Regions from separate parts of the Mus musculus genome. Here region 2 is linked to region 1. The links are chromatin contacts, called in public Hi-C maps. All regions are on one chromosome and are shown on one strand. Each heading gives the region's core, a stretch centred on a gene start, on an enhancer-like site or on the middle of the called end of the contact. The rest is flanking DNA. Distances are from core to core; before and after follow the strand shown.

Region 1 (5,863 bases), core at 2,274-4,773:
GATACAGATACAGGTATGGATAGTCAGATTTTAAAAACTGTAAGACAAACAGTGCCTTCCTAAATGACCCTGCCTAGAGTGCAGCGGTGGTGCTCTGTCTGTCTGTTACAGAGCTGCCACAAAGAAGAATGACAGAGGAGTGGACACGTGTGCTGTTAAAGGCATCGTTTCCTGCCTACACCTTAATTTTGATTAATAAAAAGAGATCTCTATCATGTAGAATTTCTTAAAGAGTGAGATTTTATGATAGATCATTCAGGTTTTTAATTATGCTGCTTATACTTTAGTGTTAAATCACTACTATCTCTCATACTAGGAAAAAACCCTACAATATAAACATTTTCACCAGGGTGAAGTGCCTTTACTTTGAATTCAAACAGTGTTTAACTACAAAACAGTGGTTATAGAAAATGGGCAGCTTGCTGGTTCCTGTCATTATAAAAACATTTCTGACATTTCCTGTGGTCAGCTGTCTTAAAGGTTAATTCCTGCCGCGTGTTCAGCTCCATTCTGGGTGAGCAGCAGCAGCTTCCCTGCTTCCCGGTTCTGAGCAAAGCGCTCGGCTGCAGGTGCGGGACGCTCTCTCTCACCGCTGGGAACATCCAGCTTGCTGCCTGCTCCGTACTGCTTCAAGTGCAGGCGCACTCTCACCGCTGAGAAAATCCAGCTTGCTGCCTGCTCTGCTGTTTAACTCATTTATGCTGAGAGTCAGGCATGAAGACAGAATTTTGAATGTGACATTTGCAGTCTGTTAGGTCATTTAAGCTCCGACAATCTAGGAATTCCTGACATATAAACTGGACTTGGTTACAGAGATGAGTGCCCCAGAGGGGCAGACTTAACCATTTTTAAGATTCATGCAGTATTTAAAAACTGAGTTTTACTTATATAATGAATTTATATTTTATATTTAATTTTCAAATTAAAATCCTCTTTCTTTTAATAAACTCAAACTGACACTATTAACAACCCACAGCCACTAAAATTCTTCTGATTGGAAAAAAATGTAAGAGAACCTCCTAGTATTGACATCCACACCAACTCTGAAGCGTTCTGACATGTGAGGATGCCTAATGATTCCAATGAGCTCTGAGGAGCTAAAAAAACATTGCAGGCCCACAGGCTGCTCAACAAACTATTTGAGGTGACTTGCTTGTGGCCCAGCAGGGCAGAACGTGTCTGGCCTGTCACAGTCATAGCACAGAATCCAAGCTTGGTGCTTACAACACTGCCTGTTCTCAGCTGAGCCCCACACACAAGGATGACAGAGTCGTCATGGCTAGAAATGAGCAAACTACCCACATGACAGTTACAATTACCCTTCACAACCGTTGCTGGGGAAGGTGGACAAGAGCAGGCATGATGGCCTCCCCTCCTTAGCTTCTCCTAAGCACAGCAGTGGTCATGACTAATTTTCAGCTTTCTCATCATAAACCCAATACAGTGGTTCAAAATTAAGTTTTCTGGCATTTTCTAATCCGTAAGAGATAATTTAGACTACCCCACATTGTACGTAAGAGTTCAGGCATTACACTGCATGGTCTTTTCAATACTGAGCTTCATATGGGAGTGTTCACATAAGGGTAGAGTGCAGTAGGAAGAGTGTACCCACAACATCTACAGACAGAACACGAGGACTCTGAAAAGCCTAACAAAAGCATTCCCCTCTGAGATTAAAAGTGTGTTTCTTTCAAAAGAATCAAACAGAAACCAACCTGGTGTATTATCTGAGCCACCGGGAGCTGCTCAGCATACTTGAGAGGTCCCATGCGCTCCTCGGCCGTGCCGTCTTCTTTAGAACTAGAAAGCAATCAGAACACACACTCAGGCCAGTGCCACAGGTAAGCATTATTAGCCTAAGAGCACAACTCTGAGATGTGCTTATCACATACCTAAAGGAACTTTTGGAAATAATATTTATTGACAATTTTGGAAAAACTACCCAGCGCAATGGCCAGGACCTAAACGACTGCCAGGAAAGTATTCAGACTACGTGCAATGGTGTGACGAGATCAGCGACGTCACCTACGGTCCTGGTTCCCACGTTCACTCGGGACTTAACATTTAGGAACACGTCCTGGAGGAGCAGGGCCTCTGGGGAAGCAGAGACCTGGGCGTTGCCAGAAGTGGCGGTGCACAGAGAAGGTTGAGAAGTCAGCCCTCGTAGACACAGGGCTCCTAAGTGTAAGTCATTTAGATCCTGGCCATTGCAATCTAACATGATATGCAGAATTCACACAACGACTACTACTACAGGTGCAGAAAGGTAGATTTCTTTTCCCTTTCAGCTTGTTCCTTTTTTTTTTTTCAGTGTTTATTAGAACTTTTAGTGAGCATATAAAGTATGGGGCTTCACTGTGACGCCTTCCCACCCACATCACCATTTTTGCTGCCCCCTTACTACCCTCAGGCATACCCGCTCCTTGCTGCCCCCTTACTACCCTCACGCACACCTGCTCCTTGCTGCCCCCTTACTACCCTCACCTTGCTGCCCCCTTACTACCCTCACCTTGCTGCCCCCTTACTACCCTCACGCACACCCGCTCCTTGTTGGCCCCTTTCTCCTATGCAGTCCTCGACTTCACTTTCAGTTTAGATATTCCATCACTCTCTCTTGTCATTCTCTGATCCCTGGAAATCAGAAATTAAAAAACACAAACCAACAAGTAGTCTGATAAAATGTATTTTTTAAAGTACTGACCATCTCAAAAATAAACTCTAGATATTAGTAAGATCTGACTGCATGCAGTAAAATGTTTTTACCCTTTTTCCTGTGAATTCCACAATGTGTCAACATTAGATTTCAAAACTTCAACTTCATCTTTTCCTGAAAATCATATGAAATAAGCTTAACTAAGACTCAAAACCTGCAGTGTGAGGATTATGAGGCCTCTCCCAAAAGGAGGCTGATATGCAAATCAGTGCCATTCTCTGCCCCAGATTAAAGAACACCCAGAGTTCTTGGTGGTGTGAGCATCTCTCTCACAGGAGCAACATAAAAGATAGTTAATTCAGTCTAGAAGAATGCCACAGATTCTAGCCACGATAGGTGGAGAGTGGGTGGGTCACTGCTATGAGTTGGGTTGGGAGGAGATATGGGGGAAGGGGTGGGAGGGGCCTACTGGCTCCTGGGTAGTTTCTGGAAACTCTCAAACTGTCAGAGGAAAAAAGCAGGCAAACACTCCAGCTACAGACAGGCAAGGACTTCCTGAATGGATTCCTGCTGCAGAATAAATAGGCCAGTGGGAGAGAAATGAAACCTCATGAAATTCAAAAACAAAAACAACAAAACCCTTCCGTTCAGCAAAAGAAAGAGTTGGGTGAAGAAAGAGCCTAGGAGACAGGAGATAATCTAACAGCGAATTAATATCCATGATATACAAAAGCTCAAGACGGCAGATGTCAGGAAGAACACAGAAGACAACTCAAGCAAAACTCAGCTAAGCACTGAACAGAGAGAAGCCCAAGTGACCAGCAACTATCATGAAGCACTCGGTGCCCTTAGTCATCACAGAGGCACCAGTTAAAACCACAATGAGATTCCATCTACATCAGGAAGAATGGCTAACAGCAAGACACGGATATTGGAATGGTGTTGGTGGGCATATAACCTTCTGCAGCTACAAGGAAAACCAACGTGGTGATTTCTAAGAAAGCAAATGCTACAGTTGCCATATGACCCACCCATCCCACTCCTGGGCACCCACCCGAAGAACTCTGCATCCTACCAAAGAGACCTGCACATCTGTGGTCACGGCCGCTCTAGTCACAGTAGCTAGGAAATACAGTCAGCCTAGACACTATTAACTCAAGTAACAACAAAAATGAGGTACACACACAATGGAATTCAAGTCATCCAATAACTTGAAACTATGAGATTTTCAAGAAATGGAAGAAACTGAAAAATATTCTATTACCTTAACTCTCTCATGTGTGTTCAGCTCTTTTATATATACACATCTATATCACAGGAGAAATATGATCTTTAAGTTGGGGGTGGGGAGACAGCAGAACCCGTGTGACATAGAAGGGACACGATGGTCTCACTCAGCGAGAGCAGATGGCAGACAGAATGTACAGTCTAGGATGTCAACCGAAAGAAATGATACATGGAAAGCTGACATTTTGGTAAGCTAATCAAAAAACAATTTTTAAAAATATTTTGAATGGGATATTCACCCTGTGGGGATGAATAAAGGTGTTTCCAGAGGTTACAGCCTATTAAACAAGAATCCCAGGACCAGGGCAAGGCACTTCTCAGGAGGTGACCATGGGTGCTCCCAAGAACCCCAAAACAACCCAGGCCACTGCCCTTAGTTTCCTACCATAACTAGTTGGTCAGACTGTGCTGCTCAAGATCACACAGGATTGACCCCAGACACAGAGAAAGCAAGCTGCAGCTGGGCTGGAACCTCCCCCCTGCTGGCTAGGCTGAAGCTGCCAGGGGGCGCCATGCAGCTCGCCCTCCGGGTACCAACACTGACGGCCAGGCAGCTTGAGAGCACTGGTACGGCGGGAAGCCTGCCCACCTCGGGGCTGGACTTGCCACAGGAAGGACCTCGCTTCGGACGCTCTCCGCTGGTCAAAAGCCTGTAGCTGGGAAGAGGGGCTGCAGGATGCAAGTCGCGCCTATCAAACGGCCTTCTCCAGAGCTCACATGCCCGCAGAGCTGCTCAGACAAGCTTCTTCCTCCAGTGGGCAGCAGTGACTGCAGACTCATAACTACTCAAAGTCGAGAGAATAAACTAAACGACAGTTTGAATACCTCGCCCGCTATACCTAGGACATATAGAACAGCCCCTCAAAGCTCGGGGGCACTGTGGAAGATGGAGCAGAGAGAACGGAAGAGTCAGCGGAAGTGAGATAGCTGTGGAAAGCTGACTTCCGGATACGACAGGACTTTGGCAATCGCAGACCCACAGCAGCCTTGACATCTGCACTGGACTGCAAGGCTGGGTCTGTCAGGACCCTTCCAGGGAAGAGCAAGGGATCCGTGGAGCCCCACCCTCTCCAGGACTCACAGGCAGTTAAAAGTTGATGGGGGAGGAGACAGAATTTCCACAGCCCTGTAGCTATAAGGTGTACATGCTCTGTAAACAGGCTTCCGCCCACGCTCCTGCAGACAGCCCTGAGGAGACTCACAGGGTCACCACAACTGATAGACAAAGGCAAGACAAGAAAGCATAGGGGAGCCAGCTGGGAAGAGGATTGGCAGAACTGGGGTGAATATGACCGACATACACCATGCACATGCATAAACCGACATAATGAAATCCATTGCTGTGGACAACTAATACATAATAATTAATTAAATTATATACTAATTAAATATATATACTAATTAAAACACTTAGTCCCAACACTTGGGAGGTAATATCAGGTGGACCAAGGTTCAAGACCAATCTCAGGGACACAGGAGTTTATGGGCAGCCTCTAATACATGAGAGCCAGTTCAACAGAAAAAGCTTTTAAAAGAAAAAACTTGTGAAAAAAAATGAGCAATTTTCTAATTTTTAAATTTTTCTTGTTGAACCATTTGAAAGTTGAGACACCATCAGTTATTATGTATTTCAGCATGCCTTCACAATGTCAACAATGTTTCAAAGACAGTGTGTAATTCACACTGAGTCTCATGTAGCTCACCAGTCTCACAGTGGTTAAATCAACCGCTCATAACTTTCCTGGAAATACTGGTTCTCTTCCACAGGTTGCACACTGTTTCCAGGAACCTGGCTCGATGTTCTTTCCAGTTAGGTGACTTCCATCCTAACGCACTGTTACCCTTGTACTCCTGCATCTTCGTTTCTCACTCGGAGGCTCGGGAGGCCTCTTCCTCCCTGCTTCTGCTGAGGTGACGCCCTAG
Region 2 (5,863 bases), core at 1,144-3,643, 810 kb before region 1:
TTAGATGCCCACTCAGGGATGAGTGGAAAGTGTATGGCAGCCCTCCCACCGCTGACTGAACAGAGAATAGGTGGAACTCTGGCGGGGTGTGGGTCTTCCCCTTCCCCCCTCTTCCCCAGGGCCTCTTTTTAGCTCCCAACAGCACTTAGTTTTCTGGAGACCCAAGCTCCAGTCCTATGGTTACAGCACATTACTAACCACCAGGACATCTTCTCAGCCCAACTACTGTCACTTTTAACTGTGCTCTTTGGGTCCTGTGAGAAGAGTCTTTGTATGCCAGGAGCCTTGTCAGGACATAGAGCAACAGGCATTCTTAATTGGTTCTTCTTTTTAAATGATTGCTGTGGTCTGATGTGTTTTTGCACACATATCTCCAGTTATTTTAAATTATAGTGTGTGTGTGTGTGTGTGTGTGTGTGTGTGTACACTTGCTGAAGCCAAAACTGGGTATGAGGGTCTCTGGGGCTGCAGTAATATGGGTCATGAGTTGCGTACCTGGTATTGAACTCTGATCCTCTGAAAAAGCAGTAACTGCTCTTAATGGCTGAGCTGTCTCTCCAGCCCCACCTTCAGCTCTAGTTTTCCAGGGGGAAATCCCTATAAAATGTATTTCATTCTGAGGATGGAGCCATTCATTTGGCTGCTGTTTGAACGTGCTAGAAACAACATCATTGGGATTACACATTACAACACACCTTCCTTCCGAATTGCTCATCTTTAAGCTTTGTCATCAGAACCCTGCTCCTTTAGGTCCTCACATCCTTAGCTTATGAAGAAAACTACAGCTTTTTCATTGGTGTGTTTATATCCAGAAGACTAGTCTAGAGCCATTGAGGATCTTGTCCTCCTGTGTGGCTAGGTAAAGAAATCAGTTTTATGGTGACATGAAGGGCCCTCTGGAGTGGGGTAGCCTGGGAAAAGCACCGAGTCCCAGAGTACCCACACCAGTGGAGCTCTGGGATTTGCCTAAGCGATCCATGATGTAATAGACCTCCATGATGTAATAGACCACCATGATGTAATAGACCTCTACCGCATGGTTAGGGTGTAGCTCTGTCCTCGAGGTATCTGAACTTTGGCTGGAAAAAAGGAATGTGCAAACCCAGCGAGACATGGAAAACCTTTCCAACATGGAGTGTCTGACGGAACACACAGTGTACTGGAAGACATTGGAATAATCAGGCTATATGGCTGGCTTTTTAAATTTTTTTATTTCTGTGTGTGTGTGAAAGAGAGAGATAGGGGAGTGGCGGGGGGAAGAGGGAGAGGGATTCTCGGATTTTACTTCCTCCAAAATTCTCCAGTGAATGAGGGCGTCAAAAAAACTCTGAAGTCTTTAAAATGCGCTGAGAGCATTTTGTTTCCAAGGGAAGATTTATATTCTCCCAGCCTTTTCAATCCTGTTTTCCTATCTTATATGCTATAAACCAAACCTCATTCAGGAAAATAAAAGATGAATACGAGCTCTGAAAGAATACAGAATGGGGACACTCAGCCGAAATGGCCATAATTTCTTCTAGGAGAAGAAAAAAAAATTAAGCGTGTGGTGAGAAGCATTAAGACGCAGGGCTGCTACACGCTTACAAACAGCAGCTGCGGTAATGGAAACGTCTGGTCAGGAGGCCAAACCCGCAGACAGCGAGCAGGCTGAGCACTTTGAGGTCTATATGGACAGGGATTCATTGGTAAGAGGGGGCGGAGTGGCTCCACTGCCGACCGGAAATGGTTACGTGACCCTTCTGCGTCGGTTCCTCCTGACCATCATCAGCCTCCTTCTGGCTCGGATAAGCCCTTAATGTAATTCCAGGGCTTGCTTTAAAATCATTTTAAAGCAAGCCCTTAATGTAATTCCAGGGCTTGCTTTAAAATCATTTTAAAGCACTAGCACTTTACAGTTTATAGATCACCGTGGGGAGGACTCTAGGGAGAAAGGGCGCCATGACCGGTGTCTACTGAAGACAGACAAAGTAACTGAACAGCAGTGCCCAGCACTGCGTCTGCCTTAGAGTTGAATTCAAGTGTGCACCCTCACTTCCAGCGAGTTTGTTTATTTGCTTTGTTTTGCAGGGTAGCTGAGGTTATCTCAGTGACAAACCACTTCCCAAATTTAAGACAATCTCCTTCCACGGGGAGAGTGCAGACTGGTTCATTGTTGTCTGCTTTTATCTTCAGACTGACACATAAAATAACTAGGCTGTGACCTTCACACAGGTAGTCGCACCTGCTCCACAGCCTGACTGCACACAATCCTGTGGCTGACCTGTGTTGGCGGCAAGTGGGAGGTTTTGGGGACTGGCTTCCTATTTAGAATAATCCTGGTCTGCAAACGTGGGAGGGAAGCTGGGCCATTCGAGAGCACCATGTGTCGGCCTAATCGAAAGATGCTGAAATGGCAAGCTGTTGGAAGAGAACATCCCGTGCCGTTGATTCGCCAGCCCACGCTTTCACAAGTACCTTCCTGGAAGCCGGTCTGTGTTCTTTGTGTGGTGGCCTTTTAAATGTCAGCCTGCAGAAGGGTTTCTGTTTTTAGTTAAGGCTGATCTCTAAAGCAATCAGATAATAGTTTAAAGTCATAGCTCCCACTCGCTAAGTACTTGTAATGTGTTGATGCTGGGTTCTATATTCTCTTTCCATGAAATTTTAGGTAATATCTTTTGTCAACTCAGGTGTCACCTTGACTCAACCTAGTGCCACTTGGAAGAAGGATCCTCCACTGAGGAATTGACTGCATCATATTGGTCTGTAGGCACATTTATGGGGCATTGTCTTGATTATTCATTGATATATAAGGGTGCAGTCCACTGTGGGAGGGGTCATTCCTAGGCAGGTGGCCCTGGGCTGTACAGAAAGCTAGCTAAGGATGAGCTTGTGAGAGAACAAGCAGAGATGGGGCCAGCAGAGTGGCATTCCTCCCTGGTTCTGATTCAGGTTCTTGCCCAGGGTCCTGCTTTGATTTCCCTCAGACATGGATAGTGACCCAGAAGGGTAGAAAGAACTGAATCTTCTTCTCCCCAAGTCCTTTTGGTCAGAGTGTTTTATTGTGGCCAACAGGATGAAGGTAGGACAGGTAGTGCTGAAAAGACGGCAGGTGCACAGGTGTCACCGCACATGTTAATCATGGTTTGTCAGGCGAGCACTTTCTAATAGCTTGAACATATCTGTGTGTCTGATGTATTATCTTCTCGATGTACTGTGGACCCCTGGAACGATCCTGTGCCCATTGACTGGCACAGAGGTATCGTGTATCTGCCCACCCCTTCAGTTAGGAGCTGAACCCAGAGCTTTGTGCATAAGAGGCAAACGATCTCCCAGTGGGCTTCCATAGCTCTGTATATCATAAGTCTTTTTCACATCATTGTGTGAGTGTGTGTGTGTGTGTGTGTGTGTGTGTGTATGTTCATATGTGTAAGGGTTGCCATGGCATGTGACAGTGTAAGGACAACATTGAATTGATAGAAGAATTTTTATTTTATTTTTTATTTTTTTTCCATTTTTATTAGGTATTTAGCTCATTTACATTTCCAATGCTATACCAAAGTCCCCCATACCCACCCGCCCCCACTCCCCTACCCGCCCACCCCCCCTTTTTGGCCCTGGCGTTCCCCTGTTCTGGGGCATATAAAGTTTGTGTGTCCAATGGGCCTCTCTTTCCAGTGATGGCTGACTAGGCCATCTTTTGATACATATGCAGCTAGAGTCAAGAGCTCCGGGGTACTGGTTAGTTCATAATGTTGATCCACCTATAGGGTTGCAGATCCCTTTAGCTCCTTGGGTACTTTCTCTAGCTCCTCCATTGGGAGCCCTGTGATCCATCCATTAGCTGACTGTGAGCATCCACTTCTGTGTTTGCTAGGCCCCGGCATAGTCTCACAAGAGACAGCTACATCTGGGTCCTTTCGATAAAATCTTGCTAGTGTATGCAATGGTGTCAGCGTTTGGATGCTGATTATGGGGTGGATCCCTGGATAAGGCAGTCTCTACATGGTCCATCCTTTCATCTCAGCTCCAAACTTTGTCTCTGTAACTCAGAAGAATTTTTATAGTTTATTGATATCTATGCCAGATTAGCTGGGATTCTCTTACCTCTGCCTCCTATCTCTTTGTTGTGGGGTCACAGATATGTGCTACCACACACTGATTTATGTGTGTCCTGGGAATACAGACTCTGGTCCTCACAATTGTGTTTCGGATGCGTCTTAAGTTTTGTTGTTGCTGTTTTATCAATGGATATTGGCTCTTTTTCTCTGCAGAATTCTAATACAGTGCATGACACTGAAGCTCTGTGAAGGTGACAGAATGTCTGATCTTTCAAGTTAGACAGAGCCCTTTGCACCCATCAATTTTCAGCACTAGTGTTGAATTTCTTTAGCCAACGCTGGGTAAATGTATTTGCTCACCTGGACACCACGTTTGACCCTGGCAGTTGGTGCTATTTCTGTTGATGAGTTAGAATCACTCATTGCTCGTGATCTAAGTTCTTCTGATGGACCAAGGAAGCACTTTTCTTCCCCAACATCTTTTATCTGTTGATTGGTTCTTGTGGCTAAATGGGATGTTGGAATGAGTGATATGTGGCTGAGGTAGGGCGAACTTTGAGCAAGAACAGCCACTGCGAGTCACTGGGCAGCCAGATTGTATTCAGTGTAGAGACTGCCTCCAGGGTGGCGGAAGCACAGAGATAAGGGTGGGCTGTATGACTTGGATATGACTCTCACTGTTGTTATTTTGTACAAACCACAAAAGCCATTGTGCATTCCTAAGGCTGGAGAGATTAGTGGCAGTTCTCTCTCATTTTACAGATGGGAAACCCTCTTAGCCAGTCAGTAACATTCTGAAATCCTATTACTTAGAGCCAGCCAAGGTGTCAGGAAGGAGTTGGGTTAGCTCTAGGCAGCAACATCTGCATAACAGTAGCGGCTTTCCTCTCTCCTGGATTGCTCTGGAGTCATTTGTGGTAATGAAGCTATCTATCTCTGTATGTTATAGCCATCAGATTATCTTCAGAAACCATACAGGTGTGATTAGTTTAAACCTTTAAGACCCATGGAAACAGTTGAGTTCGCCAGGCGTGTCTGCTGTGTGCACTTAAGATTCTTCACTGAATAGTAATTGTAGTAACTGCTGGCCCGCTCTTGGGAAACCTTTAAAAATAATAATTTGTACTTCAAACATCTCTTTCTGTGAGTTGCTCAAATGCCTTGCAAGAATGGTTTACTAATCCATCCTTTGAGATGGTAGATAGGGTAGCTTCCAGTGGAGCAACACAGTAGGAGGTGGACACACACACACACACACACACACACACACATATGCCAGAAGCTCTGAGAATCCAAACCAAAACTTGGTTCCAGCCAGACAAGATCCCTGTCCATCGTGCTAGAAGAACTGCTCGTGCTTTTGAGGCTCATTTTATGTTTATTGCCTTAATAGAAGTTTACTAAATTTATATATGGTAGATATTGCAGAAGATGATGAATGAAATGGAGAAGCCCTTTCTGTAGGCTCTAAAAGCATCAATCCGACTGTGATAGATTGTTGGCTTGCAGCTCAGAGATTCCCCACTAGATGATGCTACCTAGACAAGAATCTTCCTTCACTCAGGGAGGGGTGTGTTTAAAGAACAGTCTCCATCTCCATAGTTTCTGAAATGCTCGAGGAAGCAATTGACTCCTTAAAGAGCATCAAAACACCACCCACAAACCCAGCCATAGGACTCAATGCCATCTTGCTCCAGAAGTATTTACACAGGAGATACTTGACAGTGGCCCTTGCCTTGGAGGGGTGGAAAGCCAAGTGGACCAGAGTCAAGGCAGCACACACTGGCTAGGCAGCTTCACCCGTCATGTGGGCGGGTGCGAGTGCA

What was found. A called contact is a pair of places that touch in the nucleus more often than the background predicts.
Region 2: a Hi-C map of the N1E-115 cell line shows a contact between it and region 1, with 3 times the contacts expected there. The contact joins two enhancer-like sites. A contact is called at or near these places in 6 of 484 Hi-C or Micro-C datasets (the N1E-115 cell line, adipose-derived mesenchymal stem cells, cerebral cortex and 2 more) and 1 of 115 datasets of contacts at active chromatin or transcription factors (large pre-B cells).

Annotation. Positions count from the first base shown.
Region 1 is chr3:152,762,376-152,768,238 of GRCm38.p6, reverse strand. Pigk (phosphatidylinositol glycan anchor biosynthesis, class K) reads right to left here. Exons shown (of 11, transcript NM_025662.5): 10 at 1,716-1,800. Among named protein-coding and RNA genes, the nearest start is that of Gm40181, 9.2 kb to the right of the region's middle. Within about 2 kb of position 3,523, at least 141 of the 459 cell types and tissues checked have an H3K27ac peak or open chromatin away from gene starts, as enhancers often do. A contact at or near this core is called in the N1E-115 cell line and cerebral cortex, where this site is marked.
Region 2 is chr3:153,567,836-153,573,698 of GRCm38.p6, reverse strand. The region is part of intron 1 of St6galnac3 (ST6 (alpha-N-acetyl-neuraminyl-2,3-beta-galactosyl-1,3)-N-acetylgalactosaminide alpha-2,6-sialyltransferase 3); the gene reads left to right. Among named protein-coding and RNA genes, the nearest start is that of Gm32721, 19 kb to the left of the region's middle. Within about 2 kb of position 2,393, at least 26 of the 459 cell types and tissues checked have an H3K27ac peak or open chromatin away from gene starts, as enhancers often do. A contact at or near this core is called in the N1E-115 cell line and cerebral cortex, where this site is marked.